Linked DNA regions of Danio rerio: region 2 is linked to region 1. The links are chromatin contacts, called in public Micro-C maps. All regions are on one chromosome and are shown on one strand. The core of a region is the stretch at or near the end of the contact, and the rest is flanking DNA. Distances in the headings are between cores, read along the strand shown.

Region 1 (7,163 bases), core at 1,202-3,701:
AAAATCTCAAATTCACTATTTTTAATAAATATATTTAAACTATATTTCCTTTATTTATTTCTATTTATTTATTTTTGTTATTTATTTCAGCTTTGTTTCCATGGAAGCATTTCTTAAAAAATAAATAAATAAATAAGAATTAGTTATGGATTCTACGTATTTATAGATCCTAGTCATTAAAATGTACATTATATTTGTGAATGTGTGATAGATATGATATATATGATACATTTCATAAAGGTCTATATATTATACATATAAAAATAGAAAAATCTGTATATATTGAGTATATATAAATAGTTTATTTGTATTATATGCTACATATGTTGCATATACAAGTTACTAAGCTCAAGTTCTGAACATCTTTTTTACATGTATAAAGTTTTGCTAAACTTTTTAAAGTATTTTATTTTTCATATATTACATATATTAGATACATGCACTGAGTGTTATTGATGACATAATATTACTTGCATTGTAATATTTGGCTATGAGTATTAAATATTGATCATATAAAATATAGCAGCTTTCATTCAGTTTTATACATATGATGTTACATTTTCAGCTTACCGAGCTCAAGTTTAAACTTCTTTTTTTTTTTTATTCTAAACAGAGTTTTGCTTTACACACTTTTATGTATTTTTTTATTTGTTTAATATTACATATATACAGGCCTTTAGCCAGGGGGGTCCGGGTAGTTCGACAAAGTCCAGAATTTGGCCCCTATTGTAGCTCATTTATCCCATTTTTGACAGCATGCCATCATAAAGTGTAAAATGACCAAAAGAGAAGGCTTTAAGAAGAATAACCAATAAAAAGAAGGCTTTTAGTTTAATTTTAATTTAATTTTTTATAAATTTTAACAGATTCCTAATTATTTGTTGTTGTTTTTTGTTGTTGTTTTTTTGATGGATAATAAATTAGCATTTAAAATAGTTTTTTTCATATTTCTAAAATTCTAATCTCACTACATTATTGATAAAACTGCAACAACTTTTGTAAAAAAGCACATTTGTGAATTAACACATTTTTCTAAACAAAAAAATAGTAAAATAAGCACTTTGACAAAAATGTATAGGAAGTATTTTTGTTCCATCAAAAAATGTGGTTATGAAAACCATCCGACCAGCTAATCCAGCACAAATTAGTGTTTAAAATGTCACAAAAATGCAGTATTTAAACCTTAAATAACTGCAAAAAGGTAATTTTTTAGAGAAAAAAAAATAACCACCCCTACGGGCTTGATATAGCAACACTGAGTGTCAGTGTTATATTGATGCCATTATATATACCGGTTGGGCGAAGCAGTGGCGCAGTAGGGTCGCTGGTTCGAGCCTCGGCTCAATTGGCATGTCTGTGTGGAGTTTGCATGTTCTCCCTACATTTGCGTGGGTTTCCTCCGGGTGCTCCGGTTTCCTCCACAGTCCAAAGACATGCAGTACAGGTGAATTGGGTAGGATAAATTGTCCATAGTGTATGAGTGAGTGTGTGAATGTGTGTGGATGTTTCCCAGAGATGTGTTGCGGCTGGAAAGGCATGCGCTGCGTAAAAACTTGCTGGATAAGTTGGCGGTTCATTCTGCTGTGGCGACCCCAGATTAATAAAGGGACTAAGTCGACCAGAAAATAAATGAATGAATATATAACGGTAAGCATTAACGTTATACGTGTGATATGACATACACTTTACCGAGCTCAGGTGCAGAGGTTTTTCCATATGTTAAATAGATATATAGTTGCATTGATTGAGTCTTAAATATTGATGATATTACATATAAAGTTACCTGTTTTCATTTAGTATTATACACCTAATATTTGCCTATATTCAGGTTACCTAGCTCCTAAACTCTTTTTTTTTTTTACATTTAACGTTAATAGGTTTTGGTATATCTTTTATTTTTATGTTAAGTATTAAATATATACATATATTGAGTATTAAATTATGATTATATTCCATATATCGGTTTCCATTCAGTATTAACGTTAACTTATATGACATTACACATGACATGACAGGTTACCGAGCTCAAGCTCTTATCCTCCCCGACAAAAACAAAAAACAAAAGTAAAACTCGCCTCTTTATTTTTGTCGACCAGGAAGTCAAATGTACAGAGTTTGAACACCAGCAGACTCCTGAGCAGCTCCAGAGTGTGTTTGCTCCTGTAGGCTTCTCGTGTGTTGTCGAAGTCGATGGAGATCCTCTGGCCGCCGATGTGCGCCTTCTTCCCCCCGATCAGATCCACATCGCACGGGGTCTCCAGGATGGCGCAGGACTGCTCCAGAGGCGCTTCATCCGTCTTCAGCTCTTTGTGCTGGGTTGATGCGACTGTTGAGCGAAGCCTCACGCCGAATAAACGAGTCGGTTTTACTCTGTATATAACTTTCGAGTACGACATGTTTTGTGTTGAGGAGCGGCTCCGACAGAGCGATAGATGATTCTGGATGAATGAGGGGGAAACGGCTCGGGTGGTGGGGTTGTTAAAGCGCGCTTAAAATATGTAAATGAGATGCTACGCTCTGAGTCCTGATTGGCTCACGGTTGCAGACGTAGAGGATTGACTCATTTGGATATGAGTCAACTGTATGTATATATATGTAATGTATGTATGTATGTATGTATGTATGTATGTAGGTATATATATATATATATATATATATATATATATATATATATATATATATATATATATATATATATATATACATACATATATACAGTTGAAGTCAGAATTATTAGCCCCCTGAATTATTAGCACCCCTGTTAATTTTTTCCCCAATTTCTGTTTAACGGAGAGATTTTTTTTTATATATATATATAAGAAATATTTAGATAGATATACCATACACATTTAAATATCTTTGTAACAAATTATTTTGAATAGTTTTGCTTTTATGTATGTGTGTGTGTGTGTTAAATATGTATCAAATATATATTTTGGATGTGTTTAATCTTGGCTCAGCACCAATATATTGTCTTTTCGACTCAGCATTTGTGTATTTACTGAATAAAGACAAAAAGTCCATGATTACAAGCTCTCTCCCTGATCTCTGTGGATGGGTGTTGGTTTAAATTATGTATGTCCCGAAAGTGGTTTTACTGGTTTGTCTATTGAGAACATGATCAGTCCTTCACACTTGTTTATTTCTTACTAAGAAAATAAGCTCATGAAATATAAAGATGATCTAGTGACACTGTGTGGTCATTATATGTTAAAACATCAAAGCAGGTCCCTTTCTTGTAACGTCACTTTAGAAGGGATGCAGCTGCGGGCAATGTTAAGAATAATTTTATATTATTTATTAAATTAACCATTAACTGTATTTTATTAACGTCTACCGCCACCTCAACCCATCACAGTAATGTAAAATATTCTAAATATTTATTACATTATTAAATTATAACCTCTGTTGAAAATGTGGTCATTCTGTGGGCATTTTTTTACATTTGATGCGGAACTGTGGTGGCTCCATCAAGAGTTATTCAGAACCTGGAGAAATGGCTGGGACAACCTTATTCCAAGAGTCTGTCTGGTGATACATTCACTTTACTAAACGGAATATCTAAAGCACAGACTGGGCTAGTCAGCGCAGAATGTATTATTGCTGTGAGACTGTACCGCGAAATTGGAAGAACTCAGATACTCCCTCTTTTAAGGAGTGAATTGAGCTGAAGACTTACTGAACGTGTTTTGGCGAGACTTCAGGACTCCACTCATACTTTTAATCAGAAATGGGGTAGCTTTTTTCAATATTTGGAGAGCACATAAAATGAAAATTGAAGGGTTGTCAATTTGAATGTGTGTTGTATTATTTTATATTTGTTATATTTTTTTTTATTTGCTATTATTTTTATTGTACTTTGTTTACATTATTTTCCTGAACGTTGATTTTTGTATTGTGAATTTCATGTTGTGTGGGGTATAAAAGTTCAAAATAAAATAAAAAAGTTCAATGAAAAAAAAACATTATCAAATGACCCAATAAATTGCATTAAATCCTATGCCATCGCTCACAGCAACATAAAAAGTAATAATTGTACAGTCACAAACATTATGCTATACTTGTGTGCGTATTCACAAGTGTATCCTGTATTCTAGACTTTACATTTATTGGACACTAATTGAAAAATTCACAGGAAAGACCCTGGAATTAGACTGGAGTAACAAGACTTTTAAATATTAAGACGTACAATGTTATATTAATTCAATGTCAGTGAACTTACTATTTATGGTTCTTTGCCTGATAAAGGGTTAATATAGAAATATAGAAGCTGCATTGCATAAATACCCTTTTCTTTTAAGTTTCTCCACAATTAATTAATTTATAAAGTAATTTATCAAGCTTGTTTTGACAGATACTGCCTTCTTCTGCCTTTTAACAGACCGACCTCAGATTCTGGACAACATTTCAGTTGTTTGTGAATCATTAGCTAAATTATCAGAAAATTATATATACAACATTTTTGATAAATTCACTAACGACTTTTTATTATTAGTAGTAGTAGTATTTAAATACCTATAATTTTATTTTAAAATATTAAAAAAGCACATTTAATCTAAATGTAAACTGAATTTTTTTTTACCAAAAATAAACTTATTCATGAGATCTATATATTAAAATGGAAATGCATTTCTTATTTTTAATAAAATATTAAATTCTTTTTTAAAAATAAAAATAATGTTATTGGGTCTTCAATATTCATTGTTGTTAACTGAAGAGCTCTTGCAGCTAAAAAAATAATAGTAATGTGTCTTCTTGAACATAACATTTTTAACATAAGTTGTAAATTACTGAAATGGCTCCTACAAACTTACGTTGCACCAGCTAAAGTGCATATATAGATTTATATTCCTTATAGTTGTACAAAATGCAATAAAGAAGTGGGTACCTTTTATCATTGTGAATGGGAGTGATATGAGATCCAAAAAAATTGGAAAGAGATTCTTATCATCATTGGTAAATTAATTGAAGAAAATAAACATTTGGTTCTTAAATGATGTATACCCTGTAAACCTGAATCTGAACACAAGCAAATGCAAACTATTAGATTTTAGTTTACTCCAAGCAAAGCGTGTTATTATTTTCAATTGAAAAAACTCAAAAGGCCATCCTGTGGTCAGTGGATTTTAAAAAATGACTAGCAATCTTGCTCTGGAGAAGCTGACATCTTCTGAAAATTACAAGATTTTTATAAAATATGCCCCCCCTTCAAAACACTTTTTGAACCAGGTGAAGCATACAACATTTTTTGATGTTCGAGCTTTCAAACCCTCAGATGTTACATTTACCGACAATTAACAAATTTGTTTAACCAGTAACACTGGAAAGCTGTCAAATGCAAGGTACAAAAATGCACTGAACATTGTTATTATTAATTTTTTTTATGTAGTTATTATTAGTATTTTTGTAATTTATTTACATATTTAAATTCACATTTTTAACCATTGGCCTTTTTATTTTTTTCAGTAGTTCAAACAAAACCCAATAAATATATCTTAGAAAAAATAAAAATGTATAATGATGTTTTAAATACTAATTATTATTATAGTATTATTAATTTTTATTGTCCTAAAACAATGAAAAATATTGCTTATCTATACACATATAAATACAGTTCTTGCCTCTTCTGATTATTATTGACATTTTTATTAAGGAAAATCAAATGGAATCAACATAGAAGTTGAATTGCATTTGTTATTTTTAATAAAATATTAAATCCTTCTTAAAAAACTTATACAATTGTATCTTTGTCTTCAACACTCATTATTTTTAACTGAAGTTTTTACTGCTTAAAAAAAAAAAGGTAAAAAGTAGATGTAAATCTCACATAAAAATAAACCACAGACAATAATTTTACCAATATTCCTAGTTTTGGATTTCAATTTTCATAGTACTAACCTTTTGGCCGGGCAATTTTGAGATCTAAATTATATGACACATCACCAATGCTAAATTTCTCTTTGAATTCTTATAAAGCCAAAACATCATAACTAACAACACATCAACTGAACATGAGTTTCATTGTTGAGTTTATTAATACAGAACTAAATTATAAGCACATTACAAATGAGGAAGAATGTGACAAAACACACAACAATAATTCAGTGATCAGTCTCTGTTTGTGTCCGCAGATCTTCAATCCGGCTGGATGGTGGAAAACACCGGTCGCAGAACACTGAAAACACCAGCGGATCCTCAGTCAGGCCCACATGAGAGCTGGATGATGACAGAACGGATGACTGAAGGCTCCACTGGCTGCATCAAATCCCCCGTTATTATTCCTCCTTCTGCTCATAATTGTGTTTGATGTGTTTCCAGAGTTTCTGAGGAAAACAAATATTAAAAAAATAAATAAAATCACATATTTCGATAAATAATTCATTTAAAAAAATAAATAAATAAAAGACGCCACGAGAAAATTGTAATATTTCTCTTTATTTATTAGTGAAGAATCTAACTAAGCATCTGCGAATCTTTGTAACCAACTATTTGTGTGTAGTTTCAAGAAAACAACCATTCATTTGTGTTGTGTTTGATTTTCATTTGTTTACATTCATTTATTCTTTATATAATTATTTAATTTAATCCTTTGAGCATTAGTCATTTAAATTATTATTGTCATTTAATTGATTTGTTGATGATTTAATTATTATTATTTGTCATGCGATTATGTTTTATACTTTATTATAACTATTTTCATATAATTATTGCTTTATTATTATTTAATTTTTTTATATTGTTATAATCTTATTTAAGCGACACTTGTTTTCATAAGTAAGAGATCAGAGAAGTCTCCATTTTAAGGTCTGTATTGTCTCTGGAGAATGTTGTGAAGCAGTTATTTTTCTATTGCTGTTGCTTGTGGTATAATAACACTTGTTGGTTTTATCCTAATCAGACGAAGTCTGAGCATTGAATTATAAGCAATTAAGATTATTCAATAAACTTTGCTCTTTCTTTATCATCATTACTTTGTCTCCTGCTTCTGCTCCTCTCTAGTTTTCCCAGTCAACTCCTATATTGATTGGAGACTGTTCATTCAGTTAATTATTGGTTAACACAGGGCAGCCCAAACTTGGTCCTGGAGGGCTGGTGTCCAGCAAAGTTTAGTTCCAACCCAAATCAAACACACATTGGCTAGCTAATCAAGCTTTATAGGTTTT
Region 2 (7,163 bases), core at 1,744-4,243, 230 kb before region 1:
AGCTGGAGCTGAGGATGTCCCCGCTCTCGCTTCACCTGCTCCAGAGCGCTGGCATTCGTCTGGAGGGTGTTGAGGGTGCAAACCGCATCCTGAAACACATTCATAATGACACAGGATCTCAACAACTTCATGCCATCTCAGCATCTCAAACACCAGCACATGGAGCTTCTGAATGCCTCATGTAACGTTTAGATCCAATCCTGATCTATAACTCTGCTGGAAGTTATTTTTGAGCTGATATTCAAAAACAGAAAACAGAAAATGTCCATCTGAGGCTGTAGTCTGTACAAACTAAAGCTTTTCAAGTAACACTGAACTTCAGAACTGTTTCATAATATTTAGTCAATGTTTAGCCAGAATTTCTGGCTGTTGTAGTGCAATCAAATTACAAGTGACGACTACATATTATCGGTCACCGCTCAATGTTTTGGTTGGTGAAAACGATCAGATGATTTATACAAGCAGGGTGACACGGTGGCTCAGAGGTTAGCACTTTTGACAAACAGCAAGAATTTCTTTAGTTTGAGTCCCGGCTGTGTTAGTTGCCTTTCTGTGTGGAGTTTGCATGTTCTCGTGTTGGCATTGGTTTCCTCCTGGTGCTCTGGTTTCCCCCACAGTCCAAACACATGCGCTACAGGTGAATTGAATAAACTAAATTGACCGTAGTGTATGGGAATGAATGTGTATGGATGTTTCCCAGTACTGGGTTGGGAAGGGCATCTACTGTGTAAAACATATGCTGGATAAGTTGGCGGTTCATTTCACTGTGGCGACCACTAATAAATAAAGGAACTAAACCGAATGAAAATGAATGAATAAATGATTGATACGAGCAACTGAGACTTATTAATTAACAAGAGTCTCTGTGAAGAACATAAATTACGACATCTGAGTGGCCTGACGGTGAGTAAACAAAGAGCAAATATTCATTTTTGGGTAAACTATCTCTTTAACGCTGACTGATGAAACTGCTGTGTACTAAGCATTTAGTAATAATAAATATAAATAGCACATCTCGCTCACTCAATCATGAATAAAACAGAATCTTTTTCCACAGCCACATGTATTTAATCCTGAGTTATGGCTGCCTGAACACTAAGCACATGGCCTGAATGAGATCATGCAGAACATGACGTGGTTTTGACAACGATAGCCTAAAATAGCTACTAAATGTTTATAGTACTAACACTTTAATATTATGTAAACTAATAATGACTATTATGGAGTTCAATACAAAAACTTAACTCCTACAGGTAAACATTACCGTTAACAGCTTTAATCCTTAATTGTAAATACAGGGAAAGCAACCGTAAGCATAATGGAGATAAAGTTGGTTTTGTATTCGCACATTCATTCAGTGACAACTTAATACCATGGTACTTTGAATATTCAGTCAGAAATCACACGCAAGTATGACTTCAAATCAAAACAACATTAGCACTATTTAATTGACTGTGAACAATGTTGGCCTTTGATAGTCATTGGCTGCTAATAGGATTTTACTATTTTGAATTGGCAAAGCATACTTGTTTTAAATGATATGATTAAGGGGAAAGTCCCAATATAAAACCATCCTTACCTCAACGTAAGCATACAGTATCTATTTAATAATTGCAAGCAATATGAAAATAAATATATTACTTTGTCATATATACATTTTTATCAGTGTAAATTAATGTTACTTTACTGCAGTTGGCGATAAACACACACAAATTAATGTTACACCAAAAAATATTTAGCTTTAACAGCTATTTAAAAAATACAGGGATGTGGTCGAAATTTTATGAAATTCAAAATAAACACACGCAGAATTACATTACACCAAAGTTGGCGATAAACAAGCACAATTAATTTGAAATACAGAAAAATGAATGAAAAGCAAATAGTACCTATTTTTAACAGTGCTAACAGCATAACATTAAATACATGTATTACTTTGTTAACTAAAAATGTTTTATCCACGTACATTAACGTTACTTTTATGAAGTTTGTGATAAGCATGTACAGATTAAGAAATTACCATTAACAGCTGCAATAGTTACATAGTAACTATTTTATAAGTGCAAACAACATGAAAATAAATATATATATTACTTTGGTAATTATAAAGTTTTATGAGTGTACATTAACGTTTTATGGAATTCGCAATAAACACGCTCAGATTAATCAGATTAAGCTACACCAAAAACTATTTACCGATAACAGCTGTAATAGTTACTTGATAATACAGGAAAATAGACAAAAAGCAAATAGTACCTATTTTTTTAAAAGTGCTAACAACATTAAAATAAATATATATTTCTTTGTCAATTATAAATGTTTTATTAGTGTACATAAACATTGCCGTTACTTTTATGAAGTTCGCGATAAACGTGCTGATTAACGTTACACCAAAAATATTTACCGTCAACAGCTGTAACAGTTACTCAACAGTTACTTGAAAATACAGGGATGTGGACTAAAAGCAAATAGTTCCTATTTTAAAAAAAAGTGCTAACAACATGAAGGTAAATACATATATAAGTTAGTTATTGCTATTTTAACACTGTAACATTATAAGCAAAGAGACTTCACTGTAACCACGCGTAGATTAACGGTACACCAAATAATCGCGCTCTTTGGTTTTAAACTCAACGGCTGATGTAACAATTGTCAACGGTGAATCAGCCGCGTGCGCTGGATTAACAGTACTATTTCAACCGAACCAAAAAAAAACTTTCAAAGTCCAAACAAAAGTGCACAAACTCACTAACTATAATCAATAATTCCCATAGATAAGCACACAGACAAACATATGGATGAAGATATTCGAGCACTGTACCTGATAGTCCATTCTTCGGTACCGCGGAGCAGCTTTAGTGCTGGAAAATCTCACTGACAGCCCGACAATGCTGGTCCAGTGTCGGTTACGCGCCGAGACTTCAGTCCACGCGCGTAAATTCTCCAGCACGCGGAACAGCAGCATGGTGGCCCGGAGAGTGCAGGAAGCAGCACCAAATTTGGGGAGTTTTCCTGTCAATAGTGAACTCTCGCGTCATGCCACGCCTCCTTCCTGCTCGCCATACAGATTTCACTATACTGTTTGTTGTTTATCATCGCCAGTGTGGATGACAGCAGTTTGCGTGAAGTAGAGCAGAAATAAATGATGGTTTTGTGACGCGGAAGATGCAAAGTCAAGATAGGCTGCAGAGCGAATAGTTGAATCAACGTTACAATTCCAGTTCGCTGTCGAGTCAAGCTACAGCAGATGTTTATCCTGTTTTAACCAGGCTGCGTGTCAATAATCTCGCAGAAACATGTGGCGCTGCAGAGGTGCATGTTAAAACACTGGATTTCTCTGATTTGCCATGCAGAGCTGCTGAAACGCTTCTCACGTGTCAGGTGTCTTCGAGAGCTAGTAGACGTCGTACTGCGCATGCGCATTGGTTCTTACTTATAATACGACACCGCCGTCTGCTGGACAGTCCACATTTTTAAACCTACATTTTTACTTACAAAGTTCATTCATTCATTTTCTTGTCAGCTTAGTCCAGGGGTCACCAACCTTTATGAAACTGAGAGCTACTTCTTGGGTACTGATCAATGTGGAGGGCTACCAGTTTGATAAACACTTCTCAAATACCAATTTCAACAATGATTTAACGTATCGTATTTAATGTATCGATGTGCAACACTTTATTTTTATATCTCTCTGCAAATATTAACATTTTTAAATGATTACTTCTATATTAGATGGAACTTCCTGGTAAGTGGCGCTATGGTGAGCTATTTTTACATTTACATTTACATTTACATTTGGTCATTTAGCAGACGCTTTTATCCAAAGCGACTTACAAATGAGGACAAGGAAGCAATTTACACAACTAAGAGCAACAATGAATAAGTGCTGTAGGCAAGTTTCAGGTCTGTAAAGTCTAAGTAGGAAAGTATTAGTAGTATTAGTCTTTTTTTTTTTTTTTTGAGTACAGTTAGTGGTATATCCAGAGAGGCAATTGCAGATTAGGAAGTGAAGTGAAGTTTTTAGTCGTTTCTTGAAAACAGCGAGTGACTCTGCCGTTCTGATGCAGTTAAGGAGTTCATTCCACCAGCTGGGCAGATTGAGCGTGAGCGTTCGCGAAAGTGATTTCTTCCCCCTTTGGGATGGAACCACGAGGCGACGTTCATTCACAGAACGCAAGTTTCTGGAGGGCACATAGATCTGCAGAAGTGAGAACAGATAAGAAGGAGCAAAGCCAGAAATTGCTTTGTAGGAAAACATCAAAGCTTTGAATTTGATGCGAGCAGCAACTGGCAGCCAGTGCAAACGGATGAGCAGCGGAGTGACATGTGCTCGTTTCGGTTCATTAAAGACCACTCGTGCTGCTGCGTTCTGGAGCAGCTGAAGAGGCTTGATAGAGTTAGCTGGAAGCCCCGCTAGTAGAGAGTTGCAGTAATCCAGTTTGGAGAGAACAAGAGCTTGAACAAGGAGTTGAGCTGCATGTTCAGATAAGAAGGGTCGGATCTTTCTGATGTTATAGAGTGTGAATCTGCACGATCGAGAAGGTCTAGAAATGTGGTCAGAGAAGTTTAGTTGGTCATCAATCGTTACTCCAAGGCTTTTCACCATATTGGATGCAGTAATGGTTGCCCCATCCATCTGGATTGAAAAGTTATGGTGTAGAGTCGGGTTGGCAGAAACTACAAGCATTTCCGTTTTTGCGAGGTTCAGCTGAAGATGATGATCTTTCATCCAGTGTGAAATGTCCAACAGGCAGGCTGAGATGCGAGCTGGAACCGAGGGATCATCAGGATGAAAAGAGAGGTATAGCTGGGTATCATCAGCATAGCAGTGGTAGGAGAATCCATGTCTCTGGATGACTGGTCCTAGAGATGATGTGTAGATGGAGAAGAGAAGTGGCCCAAGAACAGAGCCTTGAGGTACCCCAGTGTTTAGATGCTGTAGGTTGGACACCTCTCCCCTCCAAGACACCCTGAATGACCTGTCAGAGAGGTTTTAGAACAGGCCTGCGGGCAACACATGTGATCCTCCATGTTGGTGACCCCTGGCTTAGTCCCTTTATTAATTCGGGGTCGCCACAGCGGAATGAACCGCCAACTTATGCATTTATGATTTGGGAGTCAGATTGTAAGGAAATGGACTATATGTTACTGTTTTTAACTCTTTGTGGCCTCTTCCATCTTCACAAATGTAGCTATTCAGTGTTTGCCTAATTATAGAACATTTTATATTGTCTTAAAACTATAAAATCAATCTGTTTGCCTATCGCAAAATAAGAAAGCTGCTAAAACAACTGAACTGCTGTAAAAAATAATATTATCATTATAATCATTACCTTTAAGTAGGCCTACATGGAATCTGCGAGCGCAGAATTCCGCAGATTTACCACAGATTTCCACAAAATTCAGCAGATATTTAGCCCATCATAAATTCTGTTCATTTACTTGAGTAGATGTGTGTAAATCTATATTTATTCAGTTTTTTAAATTAATTTCAGTAATATTATTGACTAATATGAAAATGTTCATCTGATTCATGCACAATGCAGTTTGTACAATAATATTTTCTGTCTTTTAGTAGATATATTATATGAGACTTGCTTTGTTCACCAAATAAAGTTAATCAAATTGGATTTGCATTTTAAACATTAAATGAAAGTTAAAAAGATGTTATTTTTTTATTTAATATATTAAGGTTTTAGTTGAGATACTCTCAAAATAATTCCGCAGATTTTTTATAAAATTCTCCGCATAAATAGCAAAAAATGTCCACAGATTCCGTCTGGCCCTACCTTTAAGTTATCAGCTCCCTTTTGGTACGCCTAGGTAACATTAATAATCCAACTATATTTTGAGATATGTTTGATTTCTTTTGATATATATTTATATATATTTTTTGTTTTGTTTTCTTTGAATATCTGTTTTTCCTTCATGTGTTGTTTTTTTCCTTATCCGCTGTATCATTTTTGTTACTAGATGTACAATGAATATGTATTGTATTTAGGTCACACAATATTAGCACAAATTAATGTTTTATGTATTCCCTGTTACTTATGTTAATAAAAAAATAAATAAAATAACAACTCTAATTTAAAAAAAACAAAATCACAATAAGTTATAAATAACGTCAAAAATTGCACAAAAGCTTTTGAAACTGATATACTTTTAACTGTGTGGATACTTTTATAAAGTTGGTCATATTTTAAAATATGAAACAAGTTAAGAGTTTTAAGTAGTTTTTAATATCTTAATATTTTTATTTTGTCTTAACTGTTTGTTTTTTACATTTAAATAACAAACAAGCATTTTTAACTTCCATTGATAAACATATATAACATTATATTCAAGCAGCATATAATAAACAAAACAGTACAAAATAATAAAACATAAATAAACCTTAAATGATACAAAAGAAAATACATTACATTGAGGGGGGTCAGTCCATATAAGCTGACAAAAGCTTAGAGAACTTTCAGGCACCTTTTGTTTTTACCTGTTTTATGGATTTATTTAAATTGTTGAACTGCTTTGAAACAAGGAGAAACTTTAACAAATCTACATTTGTGGAGATAAAATTAGGCTACAATCAACATATTATTACACAGAAATTCAATTACTTTGTTTTTATTTTTGGATCCCACGGCAAAGGTTAACATTTTCAGTGTTGATCACTATAACAATACTGGGAACCACTTCTGCAATTTCTTTAAATTACCAATAGATGGCGCTAGGAGATAGTGGATAAACTTCTGGTGACGATACAAAAGCCTAGCCTACAACACAAAACTGACTAGGCTACATTTATATAGATTTAATTACAAATATTTTATGAAAATAACATATTATTTTTATGAAATAGCTCACATTTATGTGTTCAGTATTCACTGTTTAAATGCAAACTAATTAGCCTGTTCCTTAAAATGACAACCAAGAAATGTTTTATCTCCTATATCACTACTCAACCATGAAGAGAAGCAATTGATGTGTAAAACCTGTTAACGGGCGACAATCCATCCAAAAAAGCGGTTTTAAACCTTCGTTTTATTTATTTTTTATTTAACACAAAAGAATATGAAAGTTGGAAACCTGTAACAACTGACATTCATAAGAAAAACAGATACAGTCAATTGTTTCCAACATTTTTCAAACTATCTTTTTTGTGTTCA

Evidence for each region. A called contact is a pair of places that touch in the nucleus more often than the background predicts.
Region 2: a contact with region 1 is called in a Micro-C map of caudal fin, with 5 times the contacts expected there. The contact joins the promoter of fpgs here to the promoter of prodha in region 1. A contact is called at or near these places in 2 of 18 Hi-C or Micro-C datasets (caudal fin and hematopoietic stem cells).

The regions. Positions count from the first base shown.
Region 1 is chr21:7,142,767-7,149,929 of GRCz12tu, reverse strand. prodha (proline dehydrogenase (oxidase) 1a) reads right to left here and starts at 2,451. Exons shown (of 15, transcript XM_005160994.6): 1 at 2,076-2,451. The coding sequence starts at 2,396. It overlaps uqcr10 (ubiquinol-cytochrome c reductase, complex III subunit X), which reads right to left. Exons shown (of 2, transcript NM_001302478.1): 2 at 6,013-6,323. The coding sequence ends at 6,276.
Region 2 is chr21:7,371,250-7,378,412 of GRCz12tu, reverse strand. fpgs (folylpolyglutamate synthase) reads right to left here and starts at 2,993. Exons shown (of 15, transcript NM_213437.2): 1 at 2,822-2,993; 2 at 1-89. The coding sequence starts at 2,965.